2 separate regions of the Mus musculus genome follow, and region 1 is linked to region 2. A link is a contact called in public promoter capture Hi-C data. All regions are on one chromosome and are shown on one strand. The core of a region is the stretch at or near the end of the contact, and the rest is flanking DNA. Distances in the headings are between cores, read along the strand shown. Region 1 holds the start of 4933417E11Rik (RIKEN cDNA 4933417E11 gene). Region 2 overlaps Fn1 (fibronectin 1).

Region 1 (5,526 bases), core at 2,191-4,690, 400 kb before region 2:
TCTGGACCAACAGGAGTTCAAGTCCTGGTGGGGTGTGTGTGTGTGTGCGTGCGCGTGCGTGTGCGTGTGCGTGTGCGTGTGTGTGTGTGTGTGTGTGTGTGTGTGTGTGTGAGACTATACATATAGATACCAGTTGTTGATGACCAGTGCACCTCTGGAACACTGGTATCAAAGGTGTGCACCACCACGGCCCTGCTTCCATGATACTTTTTGAGGCAGAGCCTGTCACCGATTCTGGAACTCATTGATTCAGATAGTCTGGCTGGCCTCCCAGTTCCAGAGAACTTCCTGTCTCTGCCTTCTCAGTGCTTGCATTCAGAGTGTATGCTGATGTTGTGCGTGGATGCTAGAGGTAGAAACTCAAGTCTGCGAGCTTGTATAGACAGCACTTTACTGATTGAGCCCCTTCCCTGCCCCTCACCCATCCCCTAGGGCCGATGCTATCTGAATCACCTGGGAAATAATTTTCACCTGTGGTGACACTTACCTTCTGAGGTTCCTGTGAGGATGAGATGGAGCAATGTGTACACAGTATTGCCCAGCTCATTAAAGTAATCCATTGGAAAGCCTAGAAGCTCATGCGCAATAAGTATAATGTAAGGGGAGCCACATAGTATAGTATAGATCACAAATAATCTGTCTTTGCATGGCACGGAGTTGTTGAGCATGATTTAACCAAGACTCCTTAGCTATATGAGATTGAAATGCACCTTTTTGGCTGAGCATCGACATTGTGACTGGTTTTGCTATAGTTTCTGGTTTAGTCATGGGAATATGATCGTTCCTGGGTTCTTGTTCTTTGTTAATATTCAAAGGTCTCAGGTTAAGGCTTAGTGCTCGCTTAGTGAAAAGGAAACTAAGGGTTCTAAAAGGCACTTCAAGAGAGGCCAAAGAGCTGCTTAGCTAACGCAGATCCCTGTTGGCTTTTAGAATAAGGGTCATCTAACACTCCTGGGGAAGTGTCTGAGGAACTCTCTGGAGCCTGGGGAAGACTAACCCTTGGATTAGTTAGAAGATTTAGACTAAGGAGCTTCCACTTAAAATTCTAACAAACCAACTCTTGACTTCTAGGACCTGAACTGAGAAGCCAGGTCCCGCTGGAGCCACCGAGAAGGCTGCCGAGTAGGGTCTATGTTACTGTTCTTATGTTACAGGTTACAGGAGACCACGAGTCTCAGAGTCACCGTAAAGCTGGGGAGAGTAAGAGCTTGTACTCAAGAAAGATTTCATTTTCTATTAAACTCCCGACAGGATTACCCGGAAGACAAATATGTCTCCTAAATTTCAACCCTGGGTGAACCTCTTGGTTTTCTTCTATTTCTTTCTTTTTTAAAAAAAATTTTATTTCTTAAAAATATTTAATAATCACTTCTACAGGAAAAGAAAATGGTGTGTGCATTGAAAGTGGGGGAGACCCCAAGCTTATCTTTCTGTGAGTTTACACCCTCCCAAGTGAAGATTTCCTTTACTGGTAAATCCAGTGAGTTTTATAGCATTCTCAACTCTGGCTCATGCTTTGAATACCAAGGCTTGCACTGCTGAGATCTGTTCCACTATGGTTAATTTAGCTCCCTGGGAGGGTAGGGCCCAACTTCTCCAAGGACTACTAATACACACGCCAGTGCAGAGCTGCAGGGCTGTGTAAGTTTCAAGCCCAAGATCCTCTAGCGGTCTCATCACTGGAATACAAGGAAGAAAGAAATCCATTGTAGTATATAGGACAGCTTCATGTCAGTGTGGGGGCTGGGCTTGAGGGCATGTGAGTGTTCCTAAGTGCCTTTGGATAGCAGAGAAGAGAGTGTCACGGACGACCAGAGCAACGAGCGCCCGACAAAGCACTGTCAGTGAGAACTTCCAGGAAGCAGAGAAGAGGACATGCCCTGAGTCCTTTCTGAAAAGGACAGGATGGATATACAGTTGAATGTGCAGAGAGCACCATCATCACAATAGAAGGGACTACACCAGTGACCCCAAGCTTGCCTACTTCTGTTGTGCTGTGGGAATCAGGCATGCCATGTTTATCTGCTAGGAGGTTTTGCCTCCTCTGGGACCAGCAGGAAGGCAGTGTTATCTTCATTGTTTCCCACATCCAGCCCTAGAAAGTTTACAGAAGTTGGCTCTGGATTGACAGTGAAAAGGACAGGCCAAGATTGCAGATTCCCTCAATTTACATGACACAATAAATGAATGACTTCTCCATTGACAGATACCACTGTGGGGCCCACAGTGACAGAGTAACACAGCAAGATGAAAAAAGAGAAAGGAAATAAGAGACTTGGTATCTTAAAAATATCAAATTATTTTAATGCTAAATGGGCACTAAGAGGATCTGAACGGATACATAATTTATGTAAATCTATGTAAACGCAGGTACCAATTACAAGGAAAAGGATTGGGTGGCATTCCTAAAGGACCGGCCATGCTCTAAGCTGTCACCTGCCAGTCTGCTTCTCCCCGGGAGTTAGATTCACACCAGATGGCAGCAGTTAGAAATGAAGAAACCTGCTTCCTTGATCCTTCACCTTCCTGTCTAATTTACGCATCTGTGAACTTTGAAGTGCTAACACTGTTTTGGTTAGCGCTCAAGGACCCATTTAGGGATTGCAACAGGATGCTGGTTCTAGAGAGAGTGATTCCTGAGCGTGCATGCAGATTTTGCTAGGATCCTATACGGCATGTGAAGGTATTGTATGTAAGCTGTTTTGACCTTACAAGACAGGTTTTTATTCATTGCTGGGAAAACAGGAAAACCAAACACATTGCAAATCAGAAATCTCATTTTTTTTCTGAATCGACACATTGCAAATGTGCAGCTGAGCACATAGACACAGGCACGTGCACATCTCATTACTTCTGATGGAGCTGGTACGATGTCTCCGGTGAACTGCACTTCTGCCCCGATCACACACATGGTGTTCACTGGAGCTCTTTCCTCCATAAGAGTGTTCCCTAGATTACTAAGTCAGCACCATTATCCAAATAGACATCTGCTCTATTTTCTCGTTCATAATGATAATGACTAGCTGGGGTCACAAAGAATAGGCTTAATACATAGCCGCCAAATGGAAAATTTGAGGAAAGTGGAAGCTTCAGGAAAAAAAAAAAGTGTAATCGTGTTTTCCTATTCACTCAAAAACAACAAAAACACAGAACCAACTCACAAGCAAGCAAATGAAAAACAATACTGTCTTACACTAGTCATTGCGTTTCATTAGAATTTTCAGGGCTCCAGACCTAGGATTTAGAGGTCACGTGTTAAAGATTAGGAGAAGAGTTAAATGCTCAAAACCCACGGACTTCCAAGGGCCACTTGAAGCTTGCAGCCCGTCTAGGAGTTCCATCTTACTGGACCACCTCTGAGGAGATGTGGTACACTAGTGGGCAGTTGGTTCTGTTGGAGATCTGAGGAGCAGCCCCCCCCCCCCAATGCTAAGTCTTCAGTCCTGCATACTGGGAAGGGTGGGATGCAGGAATGGAGTCCAGAGGCTCTGGCTGCAACCCACCATGGTTCTGGCACTAAGCAAGAGCTGACCTTTCCTAAGTCAATATTGGAAACTCCCCTCCAGGAGAGTCCTGTGGTGTGAGGTCTGAGCACACACTGAAACCTCCGCGGAGATCCACAGGTGAATCATCTGATGGGGAGTGGAAGTGTTTCTAGGAACAGTCCCGCAGTTCCCGTTCTGCTTGTTAAGCTCCAAGCTTTCCAAATACTGCCAAGTATTGGGAGTTGTATTGAACTCCAGAATGTAACTGGATCTCAGAGTCCAAGTCTATGCACAGATCTTGTACATCTCATCTCTGAGAGATGAGATAATTAACTTATTTTTTTTTTTCTTGGTACTGGTACTTAATTTCTTTTGTACTTTAGGCCATGAATTCACATGCAATGGGCTCCAACAGCTCAGGTTCTTTTCCATTAGTCCTCACAAAGTGTGCTTCTCTGTATGGAGCAGGCTGGCGCTTCAGCTGCACCCAGGTGCCCTTCTCTTTGGCTTCCTTTTTCTTCTGATCATTCTCCTTCACCCGCTTCAGGAAGCTGTCTCTGCTCTTTGAGTGCTTGATGTACTCAGTCCGCACATTGATCCTCTTGGCCAGAATTTTGCCCTTAACCTGCTTGTTTACAATGATGCCCACGGCATGCTGGGTGACATTGTAGACTCTTCCAGTTTTGCCGTGGTAGCAGTTATGGGGCATTCCTTTTTGAACAGTGCCTATTCCCTTGATGTCTACAATATCACCCTTCTTGTAGATTCGCATGTATGTGGCCAAAGGAACAACGCCATGTTTCCTAAAAGACCTAGAGAACATATATTGGGTGCCTCTCCTCTTTCCCTTTGTGTTCGTCATTTTGGCGAGTTACTGGACGATGGCTGCGGCCGAGATAATTCACTTTTATGAACTTCATTTTAAGATAAAAGGAACAATCTTGAGAGCCCACGTGCTCTGTACATGAGATAAATAAACCCCCAAACAAACCCAGCTTGGTGAGCTCACGAGTGGGAGGGGGCAGAGGGGGCGGGGCTGTGAGGTCTTCTTTCTCAGTTTCTATATTCCAGTATGAAGCTGGAATGGGTCCTTGCATCGGAGGAGGGAGGAGTTCACTGGTTTTGAGCTTTTTCTCAGCTTGCCTTTTGGAGGAGCACTTGACATTCCTTCACTCTTTCCGAATCCCTGATGCGTTGTCTGGGCTTTGTTTTCTAAGGGTATAATTTCTTGGATGAGACAAATGTCTTCATTTTGTACATTGTGGTTGGTTGACACTGAGTGAAAACGAGAGTGTAAATCACCTACTCCAATTACGGGGCTGAAGACCAGGAAGTGCTTTGTAGTCATTAAGTGCTCTACCAATTTTTAAGGATAATGCATTTTTCATGTCAGTTTTATACCCGAAATTTATGTCAGTTAGCTACAAATATGCTTTGCTTTGAAATTCTCTGAGGCTTAGCCAGAGTTGATGAGACCTCAGAAGCTATAATAAAAGTCCAAAATGCCTTCACATAGCTTTCTTAACTCTATATGTCTGGCTTCCTCCGGATGCTGGTCCATTGATGGTAGCCCACTCCTCCTTATGTCTGTCAGCGGAGGTGGTACACTGGCTGGAAACTATTTTGCTATAAGCAATAAAAGAACTTGAGAATGTCTTAAATAAATTAGAGTTGGTTTTTCTCATATCATCAAAGGTCTGGAGGTTTTAATAGTTTTCTGATTGGCTCATTAGCTCAGTATCGCCAGGGCTGATGTCTCTGAGTCCCTTAGCTCTTCTGTCTTCCTTGCAATATGGTGTCTGCAGAACAGCGTAAACATTGGACCCTCTGTGTGAAAGGAGAAGGTGACGCCTTCTGGTTTTTGTTTTTAGTATCATTTAACCCCCCCCCCCTTTTGTGTGTCTCTGTGTAGGCATGCATATGCCACAGTGAGCATGTGTGTGTGTGTGTGTGTGTGTGTGTGTGTGTGGTCAGAGGACAGCGTTTTTTGAGTTGATTCTCTCCTTCCACTTCATCAGGTCTAGAGAGTAACTGCAGCTCA
Region 2 (5,265 bases), core at 763-3,262:
CCTGTTGGCACCGGTTTAGCCAAACCGTGTCACATGTTAATTATGTATCTTAAAGAGTCCTAATGCTAGAAGAAACTCCCCCTTAGAGAAGTCATTATTACCCTATTTTAAAAATTAAGCAGTTTGAGGGCAGTGGAGTGAGTCCAGGGGCACTAGGTATGTTCATTGTCTTGAATACATTCATGGCCCCAACAAGGACACATGTCAAATTTTGTCCAACTGTACATCTTGACATTGCATAGCATGGAAGCTGCTGACCACCTCATGTGGTTGTTGTGATGGGTAGATGGTAATGTAGACTCCCACAAAAGTTACATCAGTGGCCCTCACAGATGCCCTTTCAAATGGACGGGAGAGATAGTAACATCCCGTGTTTACACTTGACTGAGTTCCATTTATACCTGTGGAGCTGGGGCTTACAGACAGGACAGAGCGGCCCTTATTTACAGATTATGTCCAGACAGACATACTCACTTAGCCACAGGTAGGCTATGGGACTGAACGCTTGGATGTTTTATCAGATGACGGAGTCCCGGGGAGCGTTATGCTTTCTCAAAGTCTCAATCAAGTTTAAAGCAAATCCCACTTTGCCTCTTCAGATCTCCTGCCTGGGACAGAATACTTAGTCAGTGTCTCCAGTGTCTACGAACAACATGAGAGCATCCCTCTCCGGGGAAGGCAGAAAACAGGTGAGCCACGTTAGCTACCAACGTTAAGCAACAAAATGATAGGTTGAGTCTATAGTTGCATCTCCACCTTTTGTGGCATTGATACATTACTTTTAATTTATTAATTAATTTATGATGACAATAATTAATTACAACTAATTAATAATTAATTTTAGTTATTGTAGAGTAGTGGTTTTGCCATGGTATTTTCACATGCTCTGTTGATGTTCCTCTTCCGTTCCTCTCCTTGCCCCCTGTCATCCTTCCTGGTCCCCTTTCTCCCTGTAGTAATGTACAGCCCCGTTTTCACTCTCGTCATCTTGTCACCTCTATCCTATGACCCTTTTCACTTTCTACCCTCTCCGCCTTAAAGCACCTTCTCTTCTCCCCACATTCCTTTTTCTAGTTTCAGGACCTTTGCTCTGCACATACATGTAGATGCTCTATACACACATATGAAAAATTAAAGCTAGGATCCAGGTACCAGAAAACTCCACTTGTCTTTCTGAGACTGGATTGCTTTGTTTAACATAATAATGTTACTTTGTTTAACATAACAATAGAGTTCCCTGGTTTCCTTGTGAATTTCACTGGTTTCTTGTCTTAGTTAAGGTTGTTGTGATATTTGTGAGGAAACACCATGATCAATAGCAAACTGGGGAGGGAAGGGTTTATTCGACTTACACTTCCACACTGTAGTCCATCACTGCAGGGAAACCAGGACAGGAACTCAAGCAGGGCAGGAACTTGGAGGCAGGAGCTGATACCCGGGGCCATGGAGGAGTGCTGCTTACTGACTGGCTTCTACCATGACCTGCTCAGCCTGGTTTCTTATAGAATCCAGGACCATGAGCCCAGAGAAGGCACTGTCCCGCCCACAGTGGGCAGGGCCCTGCCCTGTCAATCACTGATAAAGAGAAAGCCCTACAAGCTTGCCTAGATCTTACAGAGGCATTTTCTTAATTAACGACTCCTTCCTCTTAGATAACTTTAGCTTGGTCAAGTTTATGATATAAAGCTACCCAGAACAACGCTGAAGCCCTCAGAAGTATCAGTGTTTCGGTATAATGTAGAAATCGGCTATAATTTTACATATTGTTTCAATTACTTTTAAAAGGAAAAAAAGAAAGAAATGCTTGTGTAAGCTGATTGCGGTCAGCTATCAGTCCCGTATAACAGTGTCAGTTGCGTTCCCCACATCCTCCATCCTCGATGTCTAAGCTCGTGGTTGTTGTCTTTTGCTCCCCTCCTTGGGTGGGAAAAACAGGTCTCGATTCCCCAACTGGTTTTGATTCTTCTGATATCACCGCCAACTCATTCACTGTCCACTGGGTGGCTCCTCGGGCCCCCATCACCGGCTACATCATCCGCCATCACGCCGAGCATTCTGTCGGAAGACCCAGGCAGGATCGAGTGCCGCCCTCGCGGAATTCCATCACCCTCACCAACCTTAATCCGGGCACCGAGTACGTTGTCAGCATCATTGCTGTTAATGGCAGAGAGGAGAGCCCGCCACTGATTGGCCAGCAAGCCACAGGTAATTTTGTTTTTTTAATCCGCAAAGAAATCCCTTGGTGTGGACTTTGTATAGGTTTGGTGTAGACTGTGAAAAAGCTTCATGTTAGACACAAAGAGCAGTGGTGGAGCCAGGCGCAGCTGTGCGCGCTCATGCACGCAGGCACGCGCGCACACACGCGCACACACACACACACGCACGCGTACGCACACACACGCACGCACGCCTTTGATCCCAGCGCTTGGAGGCAGGTGGATTTCTGGATTGGAGGTCAGCTTGGTCTACAGAGTGAGTTCCAGACTAGCCAGAGCTACACAACAAGATCTTATCTCAATAAAAAGGGAAAGAGGACAGTGATAGACTGTGTGGTAAACATTTCTCCCTCTAAAAACATATTTATTTCTCTGAGAGATTGTCACCTGGTTCAGCTATGTTCTGGTGTTTTTGCTGGTCAGTCTTTATTTATGATGGTTTGAGAGAGCGTCATAGCCCAGACTGACTCAGAAGCTGGCTCTGTAGCCCAAGCTTATCTAAGATACTTCGCCTTGACTTGTGAGTGCTGGAGTTACAGGCATGAGCTACTACTACTCATGGATATTTACTGGTTTTTAAGAAGGTTTCATACAAAACCATAATATGGTACCAAAGTTACTGTAAACCTATGATTTTTGTTTCGTTAGCTGGGCTTGGTAGCACAGATGTGTAATCCCAGGTACTTGGGAGGCTGGAGCAAGAAGGCCATCCTGGGCTACTGTGAGTTCAAAGTTAGCCTGTGCAATTCAGTGAGGCTCATCTCAAAGTAAATAAAAGTTTTTTAAAGGGGTGCAGTGGATGTAGTGTAGTGGTGGAGTGCTCTGTGTGGCGTGAGTCAAGCCCTAGATTTTGGCTTTAAGCACAGATAGATATATTTTCAGTGACAATGACTGGGAGACCTGTTATCAGAACAATCTGTAGCTTAGCTGTGAATAGGGGCGTGTGTGACCACTATTTCCAAATAACACATAGTTAAGGGTGCATGGGGTGGGATCTCTGTGAGTTCCAGGCCAGCCTGGTCTACAAAGCGAGTTCCAGGACAGACAGGGCTGTTATAACACACAGAGAAACCCTGTCTTCAAAAACCAAAAGAAAAAAGAAAAGTGCATGGTGAGTGCTGCTGTAGTTTTTATAACTTCTGTGATTTAAATTATTTCCCAAAGAGACTGTTGAGGAAAAAAGGAATTCACAATTGGGATGGTCTCCATAGCCCCTTCCCTTGACCTCGCCATAGAATTTAACTCTGCTAATTCAGTGTTGCATTTAGATTTTTGTTTGAAGAGGATGTGTGTAATCGTTATCTGGGAAAGGACAAAGTGAACCTGAGCTTTCTTTGGAAGTTATACATGTGAAGTTTTCCTGTGATTTTTTTTTTTCTAGTTTCTGATATTCCGAGAGATCTGGAGGTCATTGCCTCCACCCCCACCAGCCTGCTCATCAGTTGGGAACCCCCTGCCGTCTCTGTGCGCTATTACAGAATCACCTACGGAGAGACAGGTCTGTTCATTTTGGGCCATTTCACCCTTAGAGGATCAGGGTTCGGGTGGGTAACTTGGAAATCTGACAGTGGGAACAGGATTAAATGCAAACAGGCCCATTTAGAAAACCCCCCTCCCTCCCTCCCTCCCTCCCCTCCCCTCCCCTCCCCCTCTTTCTTTCTTTCTTTCTTTCTTTCTTTCTTTCTTTCTTTCTTTCTTTCTTTCTTTCTTTTTCTGTCCAAAAATGCATGGGAGCTACATTTAATTGATTGTAATGAAGTTCAAAGGTGGTTTATACACTACAGCAAGGGTGGGAAGCAGAGCTGAGAAAAAAAAGTTTATATATTTACAAATATTACCATTGGTAATTCTTACTATTCTTTCTTTTCAGTGTTCTCTAAATTTAACAAATATTCTGTTAACCCTTTTGTAAAGACTTCATTCCATTTTAGGTTGAGTGAGCCACATTCTTGTCCCCTTTTTCTATTTAATTTAAACAATTAATTAAATATAATTACATGATTTCCTCCTTCCCTTTCCTCTTCCAAACTATCCCACACCCCTCTCGCTCCACTTCCTCTCAGTTTCTTGGCTTCTTTGTCTTACTGTTACACACACACACACACACACACACACACACACACACACACACAGAGTGCATGTGCATCCAACAAATAAGTATAAATACAACCCACCGAGTCTGCTTACTGTTGCTTATATGGACATGGTTTCAGGGCTGACTGCTTGGTATTTATTATCAACCAGGGAGCTCATTTCTGGGGATTTCTTCACCTTTTGCCTGTTAATCTGCAACTCAGTGACATTTTAACCCAGGGATGTTAATATGGCATTAGCTTGAGAGTTCTCCTGGTTTTTATATACTTCTCAGGGCTTACTACACACATAAATACACTTGTCTGTCAGGTTGGGTTAAAGCAGCCACTCCTTATGATGGAACCAGCAAGCTGCAGTGACTTACATACCGCTTTCGATGTGTTAATAATATTGGAGTAACTCCTAGCTCCTCAAATTCTATGCTAACTCCTTTCGTACAGGAGGAAATAGCCCTGTCCAGGAGTTCACTGTGCCCGGAAGCAAGTCCACAGCCACCATCAACAACATTAAACCAGGAGCAGACTACACCATCACCCTGTATGCTGTCACTGGCCGTGGGGACAGTCCAGCAAGCAGCAAGCCAGTTTCCATCAATTATAAAACAGGTACAAATTTCTCTTGGGGTAACACGGGGTTATTTATGAAGATGGTTATCCCTGTATTCGTCCAAGGTATTGTCTTCACTACACAGTTGATTTTCCTTTAGTTTTGTGTGGTGCTGGGGACCAAACCCAGCATCTCATAAATATATATATGCTGTACCACTGAACTACACCCTTGACCCTGATTTATTTTTCTTTTTTTTTTTCCGAGACAGGGTTTCTCTGTGTACAAAAGCCTGTAGCTAACAACACCTTCAAGTAATAGAGTCTTGAGACAAATGTACAAAGAAGACCCCAAGAGCAGACATTTTTGTCTGTGTTTTTAACTGCTACCGCTATGTATCTACATTAGA

What was found. Promoter capture Hi-C pulls out the DNA fragments that hold promoters and counts their contacts.
Region 1: a promoter capture Hi-C map of embryonic stem cells shows a contact between it and region 2, with 3 times the contacts expected there. The contact joins the promoter of 4933417E11Rik here to the enhancer-like site in region 2. A contact is called at or near these places in 8 of 39 promoter capture datasets (the 3T3-L1 cell line, 3T3-L1-derived adipocytes, cranial neural crest and 4 more), 2 of 484 Hi-C or Micro-C datasets (the G1E-ER4 cell line and nephron progenitors) and 1 of 9 other capture datasets (pancreatic islet).

What each region holds. Positions count from the first base shown.
Region 1 is chr1:72,003,109-72,008,634 of GRCm38.p6, reverse strand. It overlaps 4933417E11Rik (RIKEN cDNA 4933417E11 gene), which reads left to right and starts at 3,440. Exons shown (of 3, transcript NR_040454.1): 1 at 3,440-3,623. It also overlaps the pseudogene Gm5528.
Region 2 is chr1:71,606,353-71,611,617 of GRCm38.p6, reverse strand. It overlaps Fn1 (fibronectin 1), which reads left to right. Exons shown (of 46, transcript NM_010233.2): 27 at 600-689; 28 at 1,936-2,205; 29 at 3,598-3,714; 30 at 4,751-4,915. Among named protein-coding and RNA genes, the nearest start is that of Fn1, 44 kb to the left of the region's middle. Within about 2 kb of position 2,012, at least 4 of the 459 cell types and tissues checked have an H3K27ac peak or open chromatin away from gene starts, as enhancers often do. A contact at or near this core is called in embryonic stem cells, where this site is marked.